2 separate regions of the Acanthopagrus latus genome follow, and region 1 is linked to region 2. Evidence: chromatin contacts called from public Hi-C data. All regions are on one chromosome and are shown on one strand. The core of a region is the stretch at or near the end of the contact, and the rest is flanking DNA. Distances in the headings are between cores, read along the strand shown.

Region 1 (6,476 bases), core at 973-3,472, 160 kb before region 2:
AAGCGATCGACCTGGAGATGAAGGGAGATATTGAGAGCCTCCTCACAGCAGTAGGTAAAGGCACAATCTTTGACTCTAACTTCGTCACCTCAGCTTCCATCTGTTGATTTATTCCCAGATTTAAACTTGAACTTTTTTTTTTTAATAACCACAGTGAAGTGTGCTGGAAGCAGGCCTGCGTACTTCGCTGAGAGGCTCTACTTGTCCATGAAGGTATAGTCTAGTCTAGTCCACTACTCACAAAATGTATCAAAAATTGTGTCTGCTTCCCAACACTTTACCTTTTCCTCTTTTCTGCCCATCAGGGTAAAAGTCCCCGCAAAAATGTTCTGACCCGCATCATGGTGTCCCGCTCTGAAATCGACATGAAACGGATCAGGGATGAGTACAAGAAAACCTACGGCAAAACACTCCACCAGGAAATTCTGGTGAGCAAACGTCTGACCACTGAGAATGACAAAAAAAATCCGTCCCACAGTCTGAATTGCTCCGTTCTTTGTGGTATTAATATTATGTCAATTATTTCCTTCAGGATGACACTAAAGGAGACTATGAGAAGATTCTGCTCGCTCTCTGTGGGGAAAACTAAGAGCCAATCAGTGGGATCAAGGCTTGTATAACTGAAGATCCAGCAGCAAGTCCAGCTGTGGAAAATCAACAATTATCTATTGACACATATTGTGCCCTGTGCTTTCGTGGAGAAGGGACGAGACTGTCTCTGTGACTGTCATCGAGTTTTGGAAAAAATTAGAGCAATTAGCAAAAAATACATAAGCACTGCTTCTACAGATAGATGAAAGTTATTCCTTTTCATTCCAGCACTTGTATTCCAGCATAGATCTGACAGCAGTATGCCAGCTGTCCATTAAGCTTCGCCCTCATTAGATTCTTGTATCTGGTGCTCGAAGAGAGGCTGATGTCATTGATCACAGTGCAGCTGCTGACAGATGTATACAGGTCAACACGTGAGAAATTATATTTAGTGGCAGCAGAAGGCCTACCATTGAAGGAGCTCGGACATCTTGCAAATAAAAGCTTTTTATATGAACTCGTCTATGAGTTTTCTCGGTTTCTTTGCACTTGTACACATCAGACAGACACAAACTAATTGGCTGTGAGATTTGTTCTCAAATATTTAAGCACTAATGATGTGCATACTGACAATTAAATACAAAAAACACATAAAAAAAAAACCATCACGAGTCACAGGCAACTGCATATTTTGTCTGAAAATCAACTGAAAATCCATAATCTACAAATGATAATTTAACACAAATAACATACTCTGTGCAAACACCAGCAAAGGATGAATAAATGAGCAATGAATTGCACAGAATGGATGATCAACAGTGGTGGAATGCAACTACTCAAGTATGGTATATGAGTACAAATATGAGGTACTTGTACTTTACTTGAGTATTTTATTCTTGCTACTTTTTTTTTTTACTTGTACATCACTATACTTAAGACTAAAATGTTGTATTCCACTTTACTCCACTTGATTTATCTAGCAGCTGTAGTTCCCAGTTATTTGAGAAATGAAGATATTTGCATATAAAACACATAAAGTGCTTAAAAGACATGATGCTTCTTTGTTAAACTATCAGTTGAGTTCTCATTAACATGTCCACTCTGGGCTCTAGGACATCTTAGCGGCATTTCTCCCTGTTTTCAGAATATTTACACAGCAATTTTCAATGAATCAATCAGATTATGGGTTAAGAAAATAATCATTAGCTGCAGTTCTATACAAAATACTTCAAAATTAGCCCCACCTCAACCAACTATACCTGTAGAGTACTGCTATTAGGTTAATGCATGAGTAATAATAACCAAGTAATACAATATATGATAGTATTAACACTAACACTAGTCTTTTTTTTCTGCAGGGTACTTTTACTGCCTACTTTTAAATGCTATTATACTTACATACTTTATGTAGAGTTTTTTTTCTTTTCTTTTTTTTTTTTTTTTTTACAGTTTTGTGTACTCTCACTTAATTAAAGGATATAGGCCTAAACTAGTACAGCAATTGTATGTGCTGGGGTTTAGGGTTGCCAGGTTGGGTAATAAATTGGGTAATGAATTGTTATGTATTACATATGAAGTACTATGTAATGTATAAAGATCATAGATCGACAGAAAGCGTGTTTGGGTTATACATTACAAATATAAAACAAACACGACCCCTTCTGTGTTTCCCATCCGCAAAAGGGGGATCGCTGTCCCCAAATCTGGCAACCTCTTAGCTCATGCAGACCACAACTATAAACAAGCGGTGCAGCTTCTCCGGTGTGCTAACGCTAAGCTAACCAACTTTCTTTCCCAGTATGCCTCAAGATTTATCTCATTACAGATACGGAACTATATTTCTCATTGGAACAAACCCCTAAATAATACTGACACGTTGTATTAATGTGTTTTATAGCTGTTCGTTCACTTAGCTTAACATGACAGCAAGCTAGCAGGCTAACTGTAGCTAGTCAGCCAGTTTGACAGCAAACTTAGCTAACTGTTAACTGTTACAGCTGTCAGCGAAATGTCAGCGGCTCAAAGTCACATTTGTGTTTTTATTTACACTCAATGATAAAACACGTGTATATACAACATGTTTGTGTACATGTAAGTGATTTGACTTTGAGAAGCTAACCATAGCCAGGTAACGTTACTGATAACTGAGCTGGGCAGAGAAGCAGTTAAACAGCAGCAGAGACACATCCTTTTAAGGCTGCCTGCAGGAGCGCTGACTGTCTTCAGTCATCTCAGCATTATCATTGCACTAACGCAGATAAAACTGAACCTCACACCCTCTCTTCTCTTTTCCTTTCAGGTCAGTGGGTTCAAGTAGGTCAGCCTCTCCATTAGAAGTCATCTCCAACAGCCAGAATTGAAGACAGTGACCTGACCAATGGACCACAGCAGTGTCAGCTCAGAAAACAAGAGGATCCCTTTCTGTGTAGATCATGAATGACAAACTAGTCTTCTTGGGCCTGCTTTACTTTGTCCAGGGCATTCCCTATGGTCTCCAATCTTCCCTGCTTCCCGTCTACCTGCGTGGAGCTGGTCATTCCCTCACCCGTATTGGATTCACCAAGATCCTCTACTTCCCCTGGGTCCTCAAAGTGCTCTGGGCCCCTTTAGTGGACCGGGTGGGCACCAAGCGTCGCTGGCTGGTGGCGACAGTCTCTGGTCTGGCTCTGACATGCCTCTCCAGTGCTGCCTTGGCCCCAGAAGCACATATCTGGGGAGTGGCAGGGACCCTGTTAGCCATGAACAGTTTGGCCTCAGTACAGGATATAGCAGTCGACGGGGCCGCCGTGGGGTTGTTGAAAGGTCGCGGGGAGCTGGGGCTGGGCAACACAGCCCAAGTCGTGGGCTATAAAGCTGGATCGGTGTTTGCCGGTGGTGGGCTGCTGGCCGTGATCGACGTGGCTGGTTGGAGCTGGATGTTCATGTTGCTGACGTTTGTGTATGCAGGCGTGGCCCTGTTTGTGTGGGGGGCCCCTGTGCTGGATGACGAGACTGTGAGGGGCCAGCAGGCTGATGGCAGCAGGAGAGGAGGGCAGGGAGCAGACGCTATGAGGCCATGGAGGGTGTGGAGAAAGCTGCTGGCAGTGCCCGGCACCCCTTGGACGGTTCTGTATGTGCTGACATACAAACTAGGTGAGTTTGATTAACAAAAAAAAACTTGTACTGTAATAAATAGACTTCTAAATAAGCCCCAGTTCATTTTTGGTTTTACATCTTTATTAATACTGATAGTATGTATGAATCTTTCCTAACGAAACTATACTTTTATATATTTTAGGGTTAAATCTAATGATCGTTTTCGTCATTGATTTGTCAATTATATACTTTTTAAATTGTTTAATCTGGGGTTGCCCAATGAATCGCAATGTAACCAAATCGCAAGAATCTTACATTTATATTAAACGTTAAAATTGTGACAAAACAGTATCATAATGAAGTACCGTTGTCCTGCAGATATGTTCTGCTGTTGTTCTCCAGTTGTAAGAAAACATGTTTGATACAGATTGACCTCAACAAATGTCACATCATCATGATTTTTATAGGGCTCTCAGTGAAAATGAAATTCTACTAATCATGATTCACAAAATCTGTCAAAATAACTGCAATATGATTTTTTTTACTATATCATACAGGCCTGATTTAAAGTATAAATGTTACCAAAAAAGGCCAGAGCAAATCTCAAACAGACGACTTTAAATGTCTTGTTTTGTCAGAACAGGAGTGAAACACTTACTAGAGAAACAAGCATCAAATCATCACATTGGAGAGGGTGGCACCAGAAAATGGTCTTTGATTGATAAATGACTAAAAACAATAAATCATTTTTGAGCTGCAACAAATAATCAATGATTTGGCAACTATTAATGTAAATATAAACTACTTCAAAAATCTATTTGATGATTTACAAAAGTCAAAATTATTTTATTGTAGCTTCTTAAAAGGGAATATTTTCTGGTTTCTTCTTTCCTCACCTATGACAATAGACAGAGCATTTTTCAGGTGTGGACAGAACAACACATTTGGGGATGTATGCCTGGCTATTTTATAAACTAAACAATTAACTGATTTATCAAGAAAATAATTGGCAGATTAACCAACGATAATGTTTAATGCAATTTCAGCCCCAGTTGTTTGATCTACAAATGTACACTAGTAAAGGAAGATGAGAAAGAAAAGCACAGGAAAAAAATGGTAATAGCAGCACTCCCAGCCCAATTTTTCAGCATATCAGACAAAAAATGTGTCCCCAAAGCAATAAAAACTTATAATCCCTGAAATTATCCCACAGAGAACCATGTTTTAGTTGTATTTCTTCCTTCAAGAATGTCCCACAACTCACCACTAGATGTCTCTGTTGATGTATCCATGAGGACTGAATCAGTGTACAGAGGAAGTTGGGAAGTTATCATTGCCAGATAGTTTATTGTGTCTCACAGGTCCTGTGTGTGCATTTGAAAATATGGGCCCTGCTGAGACAAAGCAGTCATTTTTAATGCCACAGTTACAAAAGTATAAACCTAAGGCAGCTGAACGAGAAGACAATGTTAGTTTGAGTGCATGTTGAGCCCTTGCAGTCAGTTTTGCGTGTGAACCAGTTAGTTCCAATAGAAAACTAAAATTTGAAAGTAGTTTTGGATCAGTCAAGCTGGTGTGTGTGGGAGAGAGAGTTGATATGACCAGAGTTTGGTGTTTGGTAGCAGAAGGGGATTATGTAAGGATTAGAGTGTCTTTGTGTCTGTTGCGTTCAGAAACTGAAATGGAAGTCGGCGCATCATGCTGATGTGTGAGTGTTTATATGTGCGTGTGTATGTGGGTGGTGGGAATGTAATTGTCTCCACACATTTGCATACAAGTCTTTACTTGTGTATGTGCTAGTAAACCTGTTCCTTTGTTTTAAATTGTGTGTGTCCATATGTGTGTGTGTTTGTGTGTGTGTGTGTGTGTTTTTGAGCGAGTGTTAAGGGTGGCTCAGTAATCGGATGAGCCCCAGCAGACGACACAACTAGACAAAATATGAAGGCTGGCTGGACCCCTTAATCTGTCTAGCGAGAAACCCCCTGCCCCCCCACCCCCAAACACTCTCTCTGTTGTGCACACACACTCACTATCGGCTGATGATCATGATTCAGTGTTGAGATCGAGCTCCGTCTTGTCACTTGTTAGTATTTCCTGTTGTAGTACTCAATATACTAAATATTTCCCACCTTTACGGTAAAAAAAACAGGATTGTGTAATGTTTTAGATTAGGCCTGGATGTGCCAGCATAATTGCCTATTTAGACAGTATTGTTTTTGTTCAAGGGGTGTGTGGGTATGTTTGTGTGAGACTGGTGATCTGCCTGTCTGAACCCCCCCCCGCGTGACACCAACACACACATAGACAAGCACAGACCCCGTTCCCTCATCTATCCCTAATGAACTCTGAGTTTGTGCCAACACAGTGGCCAATCATGAGGAGCCTCGTGTCTGAACTGTGACCCTTGTGCCATCTGAGGCTACAGGCTTGATGGGAGAAATGTCTGGGTAGACTCACAGGGACGGATGGAGGGCAGGAGGGGGAGGAATGTAGGCACTTTTAAGTGAAAATATGAAAGCAAAAGGCCAGGAAAGATGCAAACTAGGACAGTTTACAAATGGCAGTTATAACAAAATCTCATACAGTAATAGTTAAAAATGTCCTATCCTTATCATCATTTTAGATATTGTAAACATACTTGTTACTATAATTGGAGAGTTTGAGGAATATAAGAATTTTATTGCACTTTTGTCATTTTAAGTGTTTTATTATTTGCTCCAAGTGGACAGTTTGTGCCTCAGTAAGTATAAAAAAAACATGCAGAAAGCATAAAAAACTTACCATATAACATAGAAACACACAGCAGTTGACACAAACACGTGCTCAGGGTGGTTTACTCCTATTCACAGTTAAGAATTGTCCCGACTTGT
Region 2 (6,474 bases), core at 1,135-3,634:
ATATCCTGTACAGTTAGCAGACTCACTGACCTTGGCCCGGCAAACACGTGTGGCAGTGTCCTCAAAGTCTACAATCCCATAGGCATTGGTGGGACTGGCTTTGGTGTGGAGCTCTATGGACCAGTCCTCCTCCACGTCCTGTCCAGGACCAGGATAGAGGGATATGGGGGGAGAGGACTCTTGCCAGATGTGCTCCCCAATCAGACGGCCACAACAACATCTGGCCAATGGAAAGATAATGTAACTGAGTGTGGCAGGGGCAGATTATTGTGTTTTGACAGAGACACTATTCACTTACACTATTCACGTTATGACTCTGAGCTAATAAAAAGCAGGTTTTTGTTTGTAAAGCACACACAAAATCAAGGTAGTGTTGTTAGGTATGATTCATTGACACCTGACCTTGCCTCCCCTTTTCCTGTGTCCCACCCTTCCTCTTTACCTCCCTTTGTCCTTGAGTCTGCATCTCTATGTTTCTAAGTTTGGTTGTCTTTTACAGCCTACAAAATCAAAGTCTACACCTCTCATTCATTCATAAATCTTCCTCACTCTTGATACTACTATCTTACACACTGTCTGTTCATACGATAACAACAAAATACAAACACCCTCCAAAATAAATTGCCAACACTGTGTAAAACGTAAATAAAAACAGAAATCAATCATTTGCAAACAAACTGTCTTTTCAACAAGGTTTTACAAAGTCTTCCTGAGCCCATGTAATAATATCCTTTATGCAATAATCGCTTATACACAATCATGAACCTATTATCTGTAACCAATTAACCTGTTAAACTGTGGAATGTTCCAAACTAGGGGTGTCACAATGTTGAGGTATTCTCGAAAACTGTGATATAAAAAAATAAAATATTGATCTTGTGTTAATAATACACATATGATAATATCATCTGAATAATCTAGCCAAGATGTTCAGCCTTGTGCGTCTTTTGTTTAGGAATTTATCTGGTATCCTTTTCGCTAGCAACTGAGCAGTTGATAGTAGTTGTTCTTCTTGCACACTTTTTGTTTTTACAGTTATGGTTACAGATTCTCTCTCCACCACCTGGCACTCTGTTAATGTATTTGCCAAACAAGAGACATAAAACACACAAAAAAATAAAGAAACTGAAGACTGATTAGATTTCCAGCATTTTTGCTTTTTACAAGTTCTACTGATATTGCGATAACAGCATTATAGTGAATTTGAGTGGCCATAATATTAATGTAGTGAAAATCTAAACAGCTACATTTAACAAATGGACTAATTAAACTAGTTTAAAATCCACTACTTTCATTCTGATAAAGCATGTAATCTGCATAGTTAGACTTCATAAACTTGATAACTTAATGATCATATAAATGTAGTGGAGTAAAAGTGAAATATTTGCCTACAAATTGTAGCAAAGTAGAAGTGCAACGAAGCAGAAAATGAACACACAGAACGGTACTTCAGTAAATGTTCTTAAGTTACATTCCATCACTGCAAACTGTGAAGCGTATTGCAATCGTAATGTCTGTCAAAATAACTGTATGAGAAAAAGAAAAGAGAAGCAGAAACAGAGCAAAGACTGTGGGAAAAACTGAGACATAAATCGACACTAGGCTAAAAGAAACACTTCACTGGAATAGGGCGTGGAGTTTAGGAGGGGGAATATATTGAGCTTGAGGATGGCATAAAGACACACAAAAACTCATAAACTGTACCTGATCAAGTTTTGGCACACTTGGCATACTGGAATACATCTGAAAGAAACAGGAAATAACACATTATCAAAGAATCCACATGGTCTCTATTCCTGGAAGTAAGGGCTGAGTGCCAAATAGTTTTGCTCTCAGAAAAATGCAGTTTCCAGCCACTGCTGTTAATATTACAGTGTTCTGACTAAACAAACCCTCCTGTGTTTCTTCTGAGAATCATAAAAACTTGTGCGTTACGCTAGCTTGGAAGCTCATCAATGCAATCAGCTTCCAGTTTACCTGTGCAGGTCCCGAGAGGAGGGGATGAACTTCACACACTCTCTCTTGAAGAAGGTTTCCTCAATCCAAGACTTTCGTGACTGGAATACGAAGAGAAATTATTTGGTTTCAGTCTACAAATCCTTGAGTAGATACTCACTATATTCTCAACTGTGTTGTCAATCTCATCCTCAAGCCAGAAAACACACTATTCCAGAAATGTTGTGATCAGTGACCTTCTCAGTGAAGCTCATCGCAGTGCCGGCAGCAGCCTCACAGGGAATGAACTGTGGGTCCCTCCCCGTCACAGAAACCTGAGCCGCACTCTTAAAAACACCGACTGGATGTGCGATATGGCCTCTTATTCAACTTCACAGCCGTCTTTTTTTACTGCTTCCCTTGCTCTTTCAAGGTCTGTCCTGCTCCTGTGCTCTGCTCACTAGACATATCTAACAATGGCCTCACTGAGGAGAGTATTGTTGGTGGGAAACATAGTCACATACATCCCCTTCCTGAGATTAGTACAAATGGCTGGTTGCCGGTGTGCCTCCTCCCTGCGACAGACTGTGTAAACACTAAACAGCGCTATGAAGTGTAACTGATGTAGCTCACAGTGGTTATCATAGCAATTATATTTCTCTACAGACAATAAAGGTTACTGGTTTACCATGTGCAGCAGGCAGCATTAATCTTAGACTTGCCACATGACTAAAAATTAAACAACTAAAGCATTACTTTAAGCAGAGGTGGGAACTCTAAGGGTCCTTGAGGGGGTTCCAGGGGTCCCCCCCCCCCAAAAAAAAATAAGAATAATTAACTGTATTATCACTTTCACTAATTCTATCCATTAGTAACACAATGACAGAAAATGTGACTATTTCGGTGATAGGTTTCATACACTATAATAAAACATCTATGGACAAATTCTCAACAAATGGGGTCCTTGGCAAGAAAAGGTTTGAGAGCCACTGTTTTAAAGATCCTGTGCTCTAAATGGGAATTTAAACTTGACCAACATATCAGGCAGCTGATTTTAGTGATCAATAGTGGCCTATTGAAGTATATCTGTATCACTGTACATGTTGCCCTGCATTCATCTATTTAAAAACATTTTTTTACAGAACATAATGCCAAAAAAAGAGGCTTGTAATTCTAAGTGAAGATTACTGTTTTAGTTCACTGATGTCACATTTCACAATAAAGGTTGTTGTTAAAATGTACAATATCCTGCCTCCACTGATCACTTATCTTTTTTGCAGCGTCATTAATTTAATATATAGAGATATTACAAATACATTACAAATGGGCTCTAATCTACACACATATTCCTATATCTTATTAGTTTCCCACTTTATTTCATAATTAAAGAGGTTGTTGTAAAACGTGTAAGCTTTACAACAGACGTTTTTGATGACTTGATTTTTTTTTTTTTTTTTTTTTTAAGCATGACAGCATACCACCAGATGAGAGTTGAATATCTAGTGTCAACACGTATTGTCTCCCTCTGAAAAGTTGTGGAGTTTAAGTATAAAGATGCACAAAACGCTTATGAAGCAGGTTAAGAGTAGTGACCAACCTGTGAAGTGAGTAACATGACTAGTTATGTCTAATAAACAGGACGCAGTCAAAAGTAAAAGGTCATTTCTCTCAGGAGGACGCTGGACACGGAGCAGAGTGAAGTCGTTTCACTCACCTTGCAGTTGTTACATGACATGCAGCTAGCTGAATTACCTGCTCGTTAGTGAAATCATATCGAAACTTAGCTAACATTAGCCATTCGCTAACGACAGCTACTAAGTAGTGCTGAATAAATAGCTGAGCTATTTCTATACACCCGCTGGCAACAAGCTGGCCTCGTCAGTAAACTTCACAATAAGTTTAGAACGTATTTTTAAGTACTTGTTGTAACGTCACATAACTTACCATGTCTCCACACCTTTAGAGTTAAAGCCGTGTAACTTGTGACGATATGAGCCCACATGTATCCCACCACTTCATCATCAGTTGTTCCCCTGACCAGGACTGACTGCCCTTTTATCAGCCGCGGGTCCAAAGGGCAGAGCAGAGTTTCTCCGAGAAGCCTTTATGAGTTCATGACCCCCTTCTTCCAGGAGGACACACTCAGCTGCTGGGCTGTCAGCACATAGTGAGAGAGGAAGCGTGATCGAGCCCCTCGCCCTGTTCTGAGTAAACAGGCAGGAAGGTGTGGGAAGGGTTAAGAGGTGCAAGGAGGATGATGGAAACTGATTTGCATTTGATTCCGTTTTCTCAGCCACCTTTCTAGTACACACTGAGACAGCTGATTACAGGGTCAGTACCTGGAAAGAGCAGAGCCTGTGTGGTGCTGAGCTCTTCTCATCAACAGCTGGACCACATCCAGTGAGGATGCTCCATCAGGACAGTGGAGGAGTTGTTTTATAGAATAAATCAGTTGGAATGGGTGTTGCCATAATACCCCTTCCATTTACTTTATTGTGCGGTTAAATCTGTATTTAATGTCATGTTATTTGCCACCATAATTCTATCTTTAACTTTATATTAGGGTTGAGATTTCCACTTCAGAAACCAATAGGATATTACAGATATTACCAGATAACATGTCCCTTATCAGAAAGAATACAGAAGTTTCAGGAGTCTTCGATTTATTTCACAAAATATGTCCAGATATGGAGCTTGACACAAATTTGAAAATGTTTTTTTAAGAACAAGAACATGGTAGAATTAAATACCATCAACATTGTCAATGTTTTATACTCATTATACCTTGAAACCGACACACCAGTGCAACCTTGCTTTAGATCTTAAAGCTTTTTGTTATAGAACTTATATTTCATTTTAGGATGAGCTTCAGGTTCTTTTTTTTCCTGTTTGCAAATGACAGATGTACAACAAAATCATTTTGATAAAATACTATCGTGGCTCCTCAGGAAGCTGCATGAAATCTGACAAATTTCCTCCAGTGATGTCACTCAGTGGTTGTTAAGTTGCATTGTGGGTCGTGCAGGTGGCACATTTCGAAAAGGAAGAAGAGTGCATGAAATGCAAAAGGGGATAATTCTTGGTCTGTTGATAGTGATAATATGTGTTTGTTTTTTGTTTTTTTAAATCTTTTTTTTTCCCCTTTCCCACAACATGCAAATCTCAGTCACACATACTCCAAAAGTGATAGTAATGCCAAAAATCACACTCAGAAAGATATTAAACATTTTTTAATAGAAACTGTGGTGTACAGACTCGACTTTTCACACCTAATCTCTGTAAGGTTATATAAAGTTTGCAAGGTAAGGACTGTGCACAAAAACAAAAAGACACTAGTCACGGTTGAACACCACACTATCTGAAATGCTTCTCACACAAAGCTGTTTTCAACTTTAAATGAAAATATGTAGAATTTGCAGAAGGAACACTTCACTGAGCTTTAAAAAAATGTTTTGGTCCTCACTGTAAGAACAGGGTTGTTGCAGTGCAAATCTCACTGCTGTTTCATAACAAGTCACTGACATCTTCCAGCAGCAGGAGGCTCACTCACTACAGCCTGATTCACTCTGGGCAACCATAGCAGTCTGCAACATCAGGTTAATCTCACCTGGATGCATTTCAAGCAACTTCATGTGCTTTTGACGTGTCTGTCTGCTGAACAGCCTCTCATTTTCATCCTCATGTTTGTCTGCAGGTGTCAGAACAGAATCAAACTTCAGGTTTCCATGGCATCAGAAGAAGAGACTTTGCCTTTTGGCGTGTCTTTTGTTTGAGAATGGTCACAGGCATCTTCTAGCAGTGAAAGGTCGAGTTCAGGTAAGGGAACCCTCCAGTACTGGAAGGAGTTGTAGGTGCAGTCTTCGGTGTTGGTGTCTTCCTCAGCCTGAGAGTGATGAAAAAGAGAGAGGGACTGAGGTCACAAGAAAAACTGTCCAATGCAACAAACAGTAATATTTTAGACTGGGTATAAATGGTAGCCCTTATCTGGGCTGGATAATCAACCCATTATCAGATCCAATATTCTGCATGTTTCTGATTATCCGAATCTTTGGGGGTATTTTCTCAATTGCTAAAGAATTAATTTAAAGAAATGCACTATTTTGGCTCAGACCTATCATGCCAGCAAATGCCTGTAGTGCACCGCCTCACCATAGTCTTAAAAGGTGTCTCAACCAGCAGGTCTGTGTGGACAGCTACCTCAACCACATGGCTGACAGATACCCAAACAAGTCAAGGGAGATAAGACAGAGAATTGATCTGATTCTGCAAGTAAAACGTAACTTTGTTGTCAAATATTTGTCGTGGAGTAAAGGTTCAGTGTTTACTTCAAATGTGGTATATACAGTAGCAGTAAATGGAAATCCTCAAATAAAGTAAATTGAAATAGTACTTAAATACAATATTTGGGTAAGTCGTACTGCTACACTCCATCATTATTTGCTCTAAAAGTTGACACCAAGATTTTTTAATTTTACAGCGAATATTGGTTATTGGCCTGCTTGAAAACAGGTGTTAAGTCATACTGAAGTAAAAGTAAAG

The links. Hi-C and Micro-C count contacts between places; a contact is called where the count stands out from the background.
Region 1: a Hi-C map of muscle shows a contact between it and region 2, with 3 times the contacts expected there. The contact joins the promoter of mfsd3 here to the promoter of trpm6 in region 2. A contact is called at or near these places in 3 of 4 Hi-C or Micro-C datasets (liver and muscle).

What each region holds. Positions count from the first base shown.
Region 1 is chr5:6,272,202-6,278,677 of fAcaLat1.1, reverse strand. It overlaps mfsd3 (major facilitator superfamily domain-containing protein 3), which reads left to right and starts at 2,222. Exons shown (of 6, transcript XM_037098688.1): 1 at 2,222-2,292; 2 at 2,831-3,663. The coding sequence starts at 2,964. anxa1a (annexin A1a) reads left to right here. Exons shown (of 12, transcript XM_037099302.1): 9 at 1-54; 10 at 155-213; 11 at 306-428; 12 at 533-1,052. The coding sequence ends at 589.
Region 2 is chr5:6,112,717-6,119,190 of fAcaLat1.1, reverse strand. trpm6 (transient receptor potential cation channel subfamily M member 6) reads right to left here and starts at 2,384. Exons shown (of 41, transcript XM_037097631.1): 1 at 2,193-2,384; 2 at 1,978-2,057; 3 at 1,705-1,743; 4 at 31-220. The coding sequence starts at 2,210. It overlaps wu:fa19b12, which reads right to left. Exons shown (of 5, transcript XM_037099433.1): 5 at 5,149-5,818. The coding sequence ends at 5,651.